2 separate regions of the Mus musculus genome follow, and region 2 is linked to region 1. A link is a contact called in public Hi-C data. All regions are on one chromosome and are shown on one strand. The core of a region is the stretch at or near the end of the contact, and the rest is flanking DNA. Distances in the headings are between cores, read along the strand shown.

Region 1 (6,505 bases), core at 2,793-5,292:
GTTGAAGAAAACATCCTTGGGCTAAGTATATGAGTACAATGGTTAACAAAATCTGGGTAAATGTTATTTTTGTTTTGTTTTTCCAGGCAGGTTTTCTCTGTGTAGTCCTAGCTGTCCTAGAACTTTAAAGACCAGGCTGGCCTCAAACTCTGGGATCTACCTGCCTCTGCCTCCCAAGTGCTGGCGTTAAAGGCATGCACCACCACTGCCCAGTCACTCCTTCTTTTACTGCACAGGCCCTCATAGGAGGCAAAAAGAACAGAGAAGCAGCAATCATTCCCACTAACTACATTTGGCTGCATTTCTTATTACAGCTAAACTAGTTATCACACAGATGATGACTCTGGCAACACAAAACACTCCTTGCAGACGTCTTTAATGAAGTCTCTTCATTTTCATTATATTCCATTAGACATGCCTAAGATTTTACAGGAAGGCTGCACACAACAGTCCCTTCACCAAGTACCACAACACAAGCAGTAAACTGCTACAAAGTGTCTGCACAGGTTTTTGGCCCTTGGCTGGAAAAGAACTTAGACTAGCTATGAAAGGGATCAGACCAAAAGCAAGAATGTAACTGAGACTCTGAAGTGCAATGCCACAGTATTGGTTACTATCCACTGTGCACCGAGGACAAAGCTCTGACAAACTCTTCTTGAAATCTTTCACCAGAGCAGTGTGTGGAGGACTGTCATTCACTACCCTTAAGTCTCACAGAGACCATGTCTCACAGCAGTTTATTAAAACAAATGGCAGGATCTCAATTGAGCGGAAGCTTCAGACTTAGCTCATGCCATTCCCACATCTGCAAAATCTTCTCCCCTTCCTGTTCCGCCTTGATAATTTCCACCCCTGACGTTCAAGGCTGTTGTGTTCCGAACTCCTTCTTTATCCTCCCTGATCAGCACAATGGACCACAGGCTGCCATCCCTTCTCAGTGGACATTCTGTACTCTCCATAAACAGAGCCCTTTCCTGTGTTTTCCCTCTCTGCATCTCCAGGCAGAGGTGTGGCTTCCCGGGCTGAATGAATGAATGGATGCAGATGACTAGAAGGTGAACTTTCTGACCGGCCCTAAGGAGGTGCTGGTTAAATACTTTCTGAATGGAAATCATCACACTTGGTAACATTATCTGCCAAATCTTTGTTTATAAAAAAGAAAAGCGAGTGTAAAACATCTGGAAATCCTTCTACTTTTTACTTCTATAACCACACCTTTGCCATGGATGAAGCCTGACTTTCTAGAAGGAATGACTTTCTGTCATCCTGTGCTTTGGCCAAAATGCCACCTGCCAAGAAGTTAAACAGGTCGCTTGAAACAGTTATTTGTGTATCTTTTAGAAGCAGGCAAATAGATGATTGTGCATTTTGCTGTTGAAGAAAAATGACACATCTTAACATTTTTTTTTTGCACAATTAAAAGGGGAATCGGATATTTTACCTATGGAATGGAGTTCAAGACAGAAAAATCTGTTAAGCCTTTTCTATTGGCTGCTTAATTATAACCTAAGTATTTCTGTAAAACCTCAAATACTCTAGATATAATTTTATATAGAATAAAATGATAATGAAATTAATTTGTCAAGACTCCATGTATCCAGGAATTTCTTTCATGGTCTTGACCTATAGAACGGGTTTGACAATTTTCTTTCTCCAAAGGGAAACAGGTATTTCAGTTTTTTGTTTCAGTTTGTAGAGGTAAAGGAACTGTTAGCTTCACAGGCTAGTGTGAATGGGTGGGCCCTTTATCACTCTGCCTGCAAGGCGTAATTACTTACGTGGAATGAAACAGGGAGCCGTCCTTTTCTAAATAGCCTTCGTAGTGGACCAACATCAGATCCCCTCCCTTGGTCTTGCGATGGCAGATGAATGGCTTCTGGAGAACTTCGATTTTCACTTCTGGCTCAGGAATCAGAGCTCCGCTCAGAACCGTGACCCACAGTGCCAAGATAGCGTTCCACAAGAAAAACCTCATGTTACCAAAGCAGAGGAAAGGCCCCCGACTTCATAGAGTTAAAAATGTGCCAAAAGCGGAGACAGCTTAGGCCAAGCAAGTTCAGGACTCCCCCAACAGACACACTCCCAGGAAGACGTGGCACTTTTTCTAACAATTTTCACACAGACAGCGAACTCACAATAAAGAGTTAAAGCCCCATCCAAACATGATTGGTTCTAATAAGGCAGCTTCTAGGGAAAGGCGTCCTTCCACTGGCTGGCGCTGCTGTCCCTCAGGCGCCTCCCAGCCAATGGCGCCGAAAAAAATGTAGTGGTTCTGTGTGCTGTTGGGCCCTGGGCTCGGATGTGCCCCTTCGGAACAGTCCTAGAGCCCGCTGATTAGGAAATTCTCCCACCTCGGGAAGGCAGCTGGATCCAGGCTAACATCCTCGGGGGTGGGAGATGGGGGAAGGGTTGTTTCAGTGAAGTATTCCAGCTGCGGAGTCTGGAGCCAGGTGACACTCGGGTTTTTGGAAAGACCAGACACTGAGAAGCAGCCTTCTTCAAGATGCCACAAATAAAGGCTCAGAACTATGGTTACTAATTTAGAACAGAAACTCTAAGGACCTACTAGGATGCTTTAAGGTTCGCAAAGCACACTCTGGTGCAAGATCCTCACTAACTTAACGTGGCTATTCCCACCCACCCACTCCCCCCCCCCCCCCCATTTAGACAGTGTCTTAGGGTTTCCATTCTTGGGTTAAAGCATCATGACTAATAGCAAGTTGGGGAGGAAAGGATTTTTACCTATTACACTTCTATATCATAGTCCATTATCCAGGGAAGGCAGGGTAGGAACTCAAAACAGTAATCAGGAAGCAAGAGCTGATGTAGAGAGGCCATAGAGGAGTGCTGCTTACTGGCTTGCTCAGCCTGCTTTTTTTTTTTTTTTTTAATAGCACCTAGGATCACCTGACCAAGGGTGGCACCACTCTCAGTGAACTGGACCCTTCCACATCAATCAGTATTTAAGAAAAAGCAGTAGAGACTTGCCTACAGGTAAATCTTATGGTTCGGAGATCCTCGTTCCAAATTACTCTAGCCTGCATCAAGTTGCAAAAAACTAGCCCGGAGAGAAGCTAGTTTAAAAAAAAAATTAGGTTAGAAGTTAGTGCCCTGCTTAAGTTCACTTGGCCGAAAAGAATTGGCACTCCACCTTAAGACTTGGCTTGATTTCATTCTACAAACATCGCTGTCAATGAGTGACTGCTAATAATTCGTCACTTATGTGACCTTGGTGGTGAGTAGATAATACTTAAGGACGGAGAGAGAGAGAGAGAGAGAGAGAGAGAGAGAGAGAGCACTTGTTTTAACAATTATACAGCTTAAAGTTCTAAACGGCTGCCCTCATTTCAGATGTAGTCCATTGCTGCAATCTGAGAAGAAACTAGAAATCACCAAAAGAGATTAAAACAACAACAAAACACAAACAAAACAACAACAAAAACAGGGCATTGAGGTGTGCAGTCAGGCAAATAACCAACTAAGTGATATATTATTTATTAAACCTGTCAACCTTACACTAAGGGAAAAAATGCCTGCACTTTAGCCCTTGAGAGCATATTTCTATAACACTAACATTTGGTTGTGTTGTGCTTCTTCTCAACATTCACCTTCCATCTAACCTGTGATAGACACTTTTCTTGGATAAAAATCCTGACAACAGTGCATTTTCATACTTTCATGTACTTAGAAATTCCCCTTGGAGAGCTTGTAAAAGTGCCGATTTTTAATCCAAAAGGTCTGGAACCCCCGAGAGATTTTTTTTTTTTTTTTAACAGAAGCCCAGGTGAAGTCAATGTCTGCGGTCCAGAGACCAAGCTTCCAGTCAAGAGGCCGGCAGTTTGAACAGCGCCTTACACAGAAGTGCATCCGGAAACTACAGACTAGCCTCATCCGAGGATTCCGGGTCTCAGCCCGCATCCTCCTCCACTGACAAACTTGTCATTAAAAGCTGGATCCCTGGAGCCTAGACCCCCATGGGTGACCTGCCACCCGCGTGCGCATCGGAGCCCCGCCCACCGGTCAGCCCCTCCGCGCAGTGGCCAAACCCTGGCGTGGATTTGGTAGCGTGCGCACAGCGCAGTGAGCATGCGCGAGCGCGCCGGGGCGGGCGCTGTGGGCTCAGTGGCCGCAGGAAGGCGCCCGCGACCGCCGCCACAGGGGCCGCGCCTCCCGCGCCTCCCTCGCCTCTCTCTGGCGGCCGCTCTGCGGCGTCCACACCGACTGCGCCAGGCGCAGGCGCAGCCCCCGGGACCCGGAGCTGGTGCTCCCAGGCTGTCGCGGTGACCCCGCCCCCGGGCCCAGGATGTGAGGCCGGCCCGGCGTCCCCGCGGCGGGCCGGGGCGACGAGGGGCCCGCGGGTGCCATGGAGGGCGTGCTGTACAAGTGGACCAACTACCTGAGCGGTGAGTGCCGGCTTCCGTGGGTGCGGTGCGCCAGGCGGCACCCTCCGCCGGCTCGCGGCCCGGATGGAGAGTTGGGTACCGGGTGAAGCCGGCAGCCTGGGTCCGCTGCGGGGTCCACCTCAATCTCGCGAATTGGGTGGGGGGCGGCCTCGCTTGGGCCGCGCAGCCCAGCTGCAGGGTGCCGAGTGCCACCAACCCCTGGATTCCAGAGTCTCCACGCAGTCGATCTCCCTAGGCACCTTCAGGGTCATCCCCCTGCCGACCGAGGTAGTGGAACTCTAGCACCGCAGCCCTAAGCCCTGAAGTGTACGCTGGCGATCGGCCTTTTCTCTCCGAACATTTCTTTTGTTTCAGAACTCTGTCATAAAAATGAATGCAGATATTAACAACGGTGTCCTTGTCTTGCCCAGCACAATGGCTTAAAATAGCACCCTGCCCCCTTTCTAGCTCTTGGAAGCACTTTCCAACTATCCAGAAGTTAGAACTATTCCTCAGCTTTGAAGATGATTCTCAACGAACATTATTTTCATCCAAGCAGCCAGTATTTTATAAGTACTATGCTATATGAACAGTGCTGGGTGCGTTTTAAAGTTAAACTTTTTTGTTAGGGAAAATGGGTTAACATTTAACGTGTCAGTGGGGATGCAGAAACTAGAAATCTTACCAACTAGAGCTAGGGTTTCCCCATCCTTTGGTGGGGCAGTTCTGTAGTAAGGACAGGTGTGTATGGCTTGTGAAGATCTGGCAGAGTAACTTTGAGGAAGTCACAGCCCAGTACAGGCAGAAGTACACCTGTCAGCATGTACCTGGAATCTCCAAGTAGTATAGTAGTTAGCACAGTTAATTCATTTTTTTTAAAATCTCTACCCGAGGGTCTGATGAGAAGGTTTTCCTTAAGACCTGGCCTTCACTTCAAGGATCTCCACTGATGTCAGCAGAGAGATTAGGTTATACAGGAAGAACTCAAAGCTGGCCTGCAGGTCCTTGAATACTGGAAGCCGATTAGCATGTTGTTTAAGAGAAGGCTTGACGGTGCCATTCTCCCAATGCTGTCCTAAATGCTGAGAAGTAGGTGTGTATCTTAATTGTAAACCCTTGAGTCAACTTCACCCTTTACTGTCCTCCTCTGAACCCTAGCCCGGACACACACAAATCACTTTCTTCTCCTGCCCCACCTTAATCATTTCCGTCTTCCTTTCCCTCCCCTTTCTGTGTGGAAACTTTTGGTAGTAAAATGCCCTCTCCCCACAGTCTTCTGTATCCTTCATTGCACCAACATTTTTCTAGCTGTCTCTGTGGATCTATCTTCTGTGATGCCCCTGCCATCTGTTTGATGGTAAGAGTCAACTCTTTTCTTCCCTAAGTAAGAACGGACAGTACTGTTGAGTGGCTTCTGGGCAAAGCCCTAAAGGCATTGGAGCCTTCGCTGCTTTTCCTTTGGCTTGTGTGTCACTCACTGTTCCATGAAGGCTGAAGGCTGTCACACCGCTGACTACTTTTCTGGATAGACTACTCTGCTTAAAATTGAGGGTCGGTTGGCACATTGGCTTTCATTCAACACGGCCTTACTTTGGAAGAGAATGGCACTAGCTTAGGAAGATCACATGGGTTCCCTCTGCTCTCCTTTGCTGTCGGAGAGTGAATGATGAACTTAGATGGAAAGCCTTTGCCTTTAGAATAATATTTTCCGAGTTCTCTGAGAATGTCGCACAGCTCCTTTTGCTCATGTTCATCCCTCTTCCCATAGCCACCCTTTCCACCCTCACTCCCTACTCACCTTGAAGTCGTCCTCCTGCTCCTCCTCTTTCTCCTCCATCTCCTGCAGCTAATGATGCTCAGAGACTCTTGGGAGTGGGGCCCGCTAAGGATCATACCATTAAAGAAAACTGGCACTTGCTCTCCCAGCAACTATCAGCTGCCAGGAGTTCCTCAGCCAGTGCTGGGATTTCATACCTCCCTCCCTCCCTCCCCGATGCTGGGATTGTGTCTGGCTTGAGCTTGCACAAGTCCTCTGCAGGTTGTCACAAACACTGAGTGCATATTTGCAACTGTGTTGTTATGTCCAGAAAACACTTGTTTCCTTGATGTTTTCTAGCATCTCT
Region 2 (6,505 bases), core at 2,313-4,812, 44 kb after region 1:
CTGTTTGTCTTGAAAGAAAAGAAGCCAGTAGTTAGCATATATTAAACAGTGTATTATACAAATCACATTGGCATCTTACCATCCACAAAATCTCTTTCTTTTCAAGATAACGCATATGGCAAAACATTACGGCAACACCATGGCTGGGTAGTTCGAGGGGTCTTTGCGGTAAGTCAATCCTGTCTCCTAGAGTTGCATAATGAGCAAGGTGCTGGGTCTTGTTAACATTGGTGGTTCTCAGCCTGTGCACCAAGACCCGTTGGGGAGCATCGAACCACCTTTGACAGGAGTTGCACACCAGATGTCCTGCGCATGAGATCTTAACATTGCAGTTCATAACAGTAGCAAAATTACAGTTATGAAGTAGCAACAAAAATAATGTTATGGTTGGGGATCGCCATACCATGTGGAACTGTATTAAAGGGTCGCAAAGGTTGAGAATAACTGGTCCACATGGTCTTTTCTGCTTGCTTTAGTTTTGGAGACAAAACCAAAAAAGTCAGCTCATTTATGTTTATAGGCTTTGAAATGTGAAAATGTCAGCAATAGAAAATGTCTCACAAAGACTAGCTAGCAAAGACTTATGAGTGGGAGCGTTTCAGTGACACTGGAGTTGTGCCTCTGACGTGGTTGTCTGCAGAGAAGAAGAAAAACAGAGCTGGTTAGGCTGTGGTCTCAATACCACCAAGGAGGGATTAAGCCCAGTGATGAGTCCCAACTCACAGCTCCTCTGCTGCTCATTAAGTTCACTCCCAGCTCTTAGTTCAGGTTTTTCGGGTTTTGGTTTTTGTTTGTTTTGTTTTGTTTTTAGTTGGATTTTATCTTCAAATATTAACTGTGTGGGTATGTAGTAATCTCTTCTTAAACAGTTATTGTAACAATGAGGATATTAGACATTTGTATGCGTGTGTTTGCCTGGTACCTAGCATCTCCTCCTTCCTGGCATTTGCTTTACCTTCTTAGCTTTTAAAAATACATTTTATTAACTCTTTCAAATACTGACCTAGTTTATATATTACTTTAAATATATAGTTCTATTTATACATGTTTATCTTTATATACCCACATGTTTATGGTATGTATGTAAATTCATATTTTTACATTTAGTTTATAGTATAATTATGTAGTCTTTGTCACTAGATTCTGTGATGACTTTTGTTGCTATTTGTAGATCAAGCCCTCAGCCTCAGTTGCCAGACGAGCCCCATTGCTCTAGTCCCAGTTAAGACCATTTCACTATCATGAGAGTCTGAGATAAAATACTATTATTAGTGGTTGCATAATGCATCCCACAGATTGCTTCATCCTCTGTAAGAAGTGCAAGCCACCTGTAAGTTTGTTCTTAGCTGTGGCACAACATCTGTTCACATACATTATTTTACTGAAATTCTTATTCCCTAAAATAGACTGCTGAAGGAATTGCCTATCAAACACCACACATTGCATTTACAGGTTACAGTTTGGAGTATTTATCACACACTACACATTCTGAGAGACATGAAGTTATTGCTCTACTAACACTGAGAGTACTCTTATTTTCCCTGTTAAGAACAGAGACCTGAGACACAGAGAGATAACCCATCTTTGGTCATGGATGGTGTTGGACAGTATCTAGTGTTTGATGCTTATGGTATTTAAGGAACCTGTGATTTCAGGCATTTTGCCTCAGTTCACAGTTACTCCCCAAGACATCCGTACTTTGGAAGGCTTATTCTAATGTGCCAACTAGCCAATCTCAGTGGCTCAGAGAAAACATCTTTCCGTCCCTGGAATTTGACTCATTTGCCAGCCAAGTAGTGAACTTTTATTCTCAAACACATCCCATCTGAACAAATGCCAGTCAAGGTCCTGCCACCAGCTTGTTGATACCCAGCTGTTGCTTGACCTTCCTGCTCTCTGTCAGCCAGGTTGGAGAGTTGAGCTCACCATTGGCCTTGCCTCTCTTTTCCTAGAGTGCAGCCTGCCTTATTTTCATTTTTTCTCTCTTTCCTTTATACTTACACTATCTTCTGTATGTTTATTAGGTGTCAGGCTTTGGGCAAAACACTTATACGATCTTCATCTTTAAAATAAAAAAAATATTTATCTGCCTTCTATGCTTGAGGAAGGTGAGGTTCTAAGAACCTAAGCACTTTGCTTAAAGTCTTCAAATGAGTATGTGAAAAATCTGAGATGCAAAGATACAAGCCACTCTTCCTTCACAAATGAGGATGGATTCTCAAAGGCTTTCAACGTATAGGGGGACAGTGAAGGTTCTCTGCTGTCTCAGGAGAGCCAGCCTAGCGATACTTGGAAGAGAAGTTTTGAGAGCTTTTAAACCAGACTAGCCAGACTGCAGTGGAGATGAGGACGGATCCTAGGAAGTCTCCTACCCAGAGAGATGGTTGGGAAGCACAGAGTGAGCCTAGCTTTCATCCTGGCCCCCACGTTCCTGAGACTTAAAATGCTCATACAAGAATAAAGATAGAAACTGTACATGGTTCTTCATATTATGATTAAAATGTCAGTATAGAAGCAAAAAAGAAACATTATCTGTGTATTAGTTACTTGTTGCTTCAACAAAATACCTGATAAAATCAGTTTAAGGAAGGAAAACTTATCTGGGCCCCCAGGATCCATCATGACAGAACCAGGCAGCAGGGGCTTGAACAGCTGCCCACATTGCATCCCCACTCAGAAGCAGAGTGATGGAGTCTGCTGCTTTCTCCTTTCATTCAGACTGAGTCCCCCATCCATACAGTAGTGCAAGTCATGGTGACCACGTGTCTCTCACCCAAGTTTGAGACACACTCACAGATGAGCCCTTAAGGTTGTCCCCTTAGAGATTCTAGATCCTAACAGGTTAACAGTATCACCATCATAAGTCTACCCTTTTCACCATAGGCTCCTGGCCATCTTATCATGCAAAATGCATTTGGTCCAACTTCAAAAGTCCTCAATTTGTTGTCTTTAACAGTTCCAAAACTGTTCAAAAGTGTAAGTTCAGAGTCTCTTCTGAGACTCAGAAAATCTCTTTAACTTTGAAACTCTGTAAAATAAAAAATCAAATTACATACTTTCAACCAAAAAATAGGTCACAGAGTAAAAATCACAATTCAGAAGAGAAGAGTTGGGACATAACAAGGGACTGTCAGACCAATGTCAGACCAAAGCCCAGTAGGAGAACACCGGAGTCTGCGGCTGCACATGGAGCATCTAGAGTTCCTGAGGGAGTCATTGCATTCTGGCGTGCTTGGGCAGCACCCATTGCTGCAGCTCTGCTGCCTAAAGCACACGGAGCCTGTCTCTGGAGCCACCTCGAAGCCATACCTCCAACTTGCCGCAGATACCTCGCGCTCCTGCCGTCTCTAATATCCTGAGTTCTCTGTTGCAACTTGGCTTTGCATTTGCAGCTTTGTGCCTTTATGCTGCAGTCTCTCAGGGCATCCTAGCAAGGAATCCAGGCTCACATAGCTTGGCTCAGAGGCCATCTGGAATCTCAGTCAAGACTCCATGACTCCCTCACTCTTGTGTCTGTCAGGACTGTAAAGCCAGTAACACATGGACAGTGTTTCTGACTTCTGTTGTCAGCAACAAGATGTAGCCTGGCCTCCCAGTACCCAATTGCATGGGCCTCTGTGTGCCTCACAGGCTGACCCTGGGGGAACACTTCCCTAGGTGGTAGTTATTCACCAGGGAACTTCTTTAGTAATAGTCTCAATTCAGGCTCTCCTTTTAAATGAATTTGTACTTATACAATATAGAGCTTTTGTTGGGTATGATATTCCCTTGGGCACCTTTCCTGTTGTCTCAGGTTTCTTTTTAATGGTGTTAATCTCTATAATATTCTAATTGCTTTCTCAGTACTAGCCTTCTCTACAACTCTGAATTTTTTTCTCCATGACAAATAGCACATGTCTGTTCCCTTTTGTTCTCTGACTGAAGAGCTGGATCAGAGCTTGCTACAGCCTGGATGCTATTCTAAGGGAGATTTCTCCTGCCAATGAAATTAGCCCATTGCCTTTGAATTAAGCCTCGGCACTAGCAGAATGCAGCCAGATGGTTTTCCAGAATACAATGTGAATGGCCTCTAGTCCAGTTCCCAGTAGAGTTGGTTTGCCTCTGGAACTGCATTACCTGGACCTCCACTGCACACATTTCACTTGGTATTCTAATCTTCCTAACACCCACTAGAACAATCCACTTAGCTCTGCTTATAACATCCTAAGGCTTTTCTAGCCTGAAGTTTCAAACTCTTCTGGAAACCAGTTCTAAAGATCCAATACACAAGAGGTCAGTTTCATCAAGTAACAATGCCTTCCTGGAATGAGTTTTCCGTATTCATTACTTTTATCGCTGCTACAGTAAAATAGCCAACAGCAGCAATTTTAAAAGTAGGGTTTATTTTGGCTTAGATATTGAGGGTGCAGTCCATCTTACCAGCTGGAGCTTGAGACAGCTGCTCACATTGCCCCATAGAGATGAAGTTTGCTGCTGGGCTGTTTTCTTCTTTTTCATCAGTCTAGGCCTCCAGACCGTGGAATAATGCCATCCACATGTATGGATGTTCCTCCTATCCCAATCAGCCAATCAGAAACTCTCTCACAGGCATGCCAAGAAGTTTATCTTCTAAGTCTAGATCCTGTCAGGTCATCATTATTACCATTACTTGTTCTCTTCCTTGTTATAAAACACATAAGGGGTTAGAGAAAATATTATCCATGTTGAGAAATAATAGAAGACATGAAGACACATGAAATGTTGTTTGCAAGTGAGATATGATTAGAGGTACTGGAAAGCTAGACAGGCGCATGCCAACAGACAGGTGTACATACGGACTGACCAAGGATTCAAGGAGAAAGAGTCCGAATCCTAACTATGAGAAGGGAGCTTTTCTCTAAAGCCTTGTCTCTTAGTAGTCCCTGACTTGGTGGCATTGTTCATTATTGGCCCAAGAAGACCCCTGCCTTTTCTAGTCTTGAAGTTACTTAATTTGGTGCTTAGAACCTAATTGTAAGCAATTTGTGAACTAGAATTAGAAGGGCATTTATATTTTGTATGCCCTTGTGTTCCTCAGTGTTCCTCCCTCCCCCCACGCCCCGCCCCCGTGTGTCTGTGTGCGCACATGCATCTGTCTGTCTGTAAGGGTAAGTGTATAAGAGACAGTTGTGTTGCGATCCTCACAAGTAACTCTTTTGCAGTTAGCACTGAGGGCAGCGCCATCCTATGAGGACTTTGTAGCTGCGCTAACCATAAAAGAAGGCGACCACCAGAAAGAAGCTTTCAGTGCTGGCATGCAGAGGGACCTCAGCCTTTACCTCCCCGCTATGGAAAAGCAGCTGGCCATACTGGACACGTTATATGAGATCCACGGGCTGGAATCTGATGAGGTGGTGTGACAGCCACAGGACAGCACCTCCTAACTTCAGGGAATAAAGTCTGCTAAAGTGTTGTGTTGCCCTAGTTAATTTCCAGCAACAGCTTTGATACTCTCCAGCCTTTCCTTGGGGAGATGGACATGAGGAAGTCCTAGTGCTTTTATTTAGAATTGTTTTAATGCATATGTGTTTCATGTGTTTAAAAATCAAGGTGCTAAATATTTCAACAGGCCTACTGGAAACCAGATCATCGCTGTCCCAGACTTGAATAGCAGGCAGTAAGAGCAAAATTGACAGATGGATTTGTTGGGTTCACATTTGTATTGTTCTGTTTCAGTTACTAGTTTTAATGGGCCACCCAAACCGAAGCAGTATGCAGGACTATTGTATAAAGCCAGTGTTTAAAATAGCTTAGATGTTGACTGGGCATTGGAGGGAGTGTAAGCCCCTTTGTTGAAGGACTTGCTGTGTAAGAGTTTGCTATTCCTACACTTTCCTGAGTGGATCCTTTCTCCCTTCCTCTGCTGATGGAAAGGGCTGTGTAGTGAAAACATTTGGGCAGTTGTAGGAAAACATTGACATGGACTGCCATGCCTGTTGTCAGGTGGGACAGTGGCTCAAGAGAATGACCTCAGCCCATGCTTGAGAACAGAATAGACAGGAAGGATAAGTCATTTGGGTGACACATACCACTCTTTGCCAATGCAGTACATTTCCTATGTGTTATCTGAATTGAACATCATAGCAGAACAGCGACTTTAAAGAGGATATTTAATCCTACTTCACAAGTAAAGCTTACAGTAGGGAGGTCTGCTCACATTTGTGGAATTTCTTGTTTCTGGTGATTTTATTTTTATTTATTGATTTATTTATTTTGCCTGTTTCATTAACTCTTCAGCAAAAGAGCCAGGTAGCTTCCAAATGTGATCTAGATCACCTCTGTATTGAAGTCACATGACATGCTGTTTCAAAGAACAGAGTCCTAGGACATGCCTGAAGAACCCAGATCTTACAAGGCTGAAGAGCCAAATTCCCATTTGAATTCTAGTTTACAGAATTCCCAGTCTTCTGCAGAAACCAAATAAAACACCTCCTTCCAGAGAAAGGGGCCGCCATTCAAGTAACATAATTAAATGGAGAGTGAGTAG

What was found. A called contact is a pair of places that touch in the nucleus more often than the background predicts.
Region 2: a Hi-C map of rod photoreceptor shows a contact between it and region 1, with 3 times the contacts expected there. The contact joins the enhancer-like site here to the promoter of Plekha8 in region 1. A contact is called at or near these places in 16 of 39 promoter capture datasets (the 3T3-L1 cell line, the HPC-7 cell line, cranial neural crest and 10 more), 49 of 484 Hi-C or Micro-C datasets (the AML12 cell line, the HL-1 cell line, Sertoli cells and 25 more), 12 of 115 datasets of contacts at active chromatin or transcription factors (the SCID.adh cell line, bone marrow-derived dendritic cells, bone marrow-derived macrophages and 6 more) and 3 of 9 other capture datasets (adipose tissue, liver and pancreatic islet).

What each region holds. Positions count from the first base shown.
Region 1 is chr6:54,591,069-54,597,573 of GRCm38.p6, forward strand. Plekha8 (pleckstrin homology domain containing, family A (phosphoinositide binding specific) member 8) reads left to right here and starts at 4,043. Exons shown (of 14, transcript NM_001164361.1): 1 at 4,043-4,403. The coding sequence starts at 4,364. It overlaps Fkbp14 (FK506 binding protein 14), which reads right to left and starts at 2,106. Exons shown (of 4, transcript NM_153573.2): 1 at 1,779-2,106. The coding sequence starts at 1,975.
Region 2 is chr6:54,635,604-54,642,108 of GRCm38.p6, forward strand. It overlaps Plekha8 (pleckstrin homology domain containing, family A (phosphoinositide binding specific) member 8), which reads left to right. Exons shown (of 14, transcript NM_001164361.1): 13 at 107-168; 14 at 5,181-6,505. The coding sequence ends at 5,378. Among named protein-coding and RNA genes, the nearest start is that of Gm34249, 18 kb to the right of the region's middle. Within about 2 kb of position 3,563, at least 6 of the 459 cell types and tissues checked have an H3K27ac peak or open chromatin away from gene starts, as enhancers often do. A contact at or near this core is called in olfactory sensory neurons and rod photoreceptor, where this site is marked.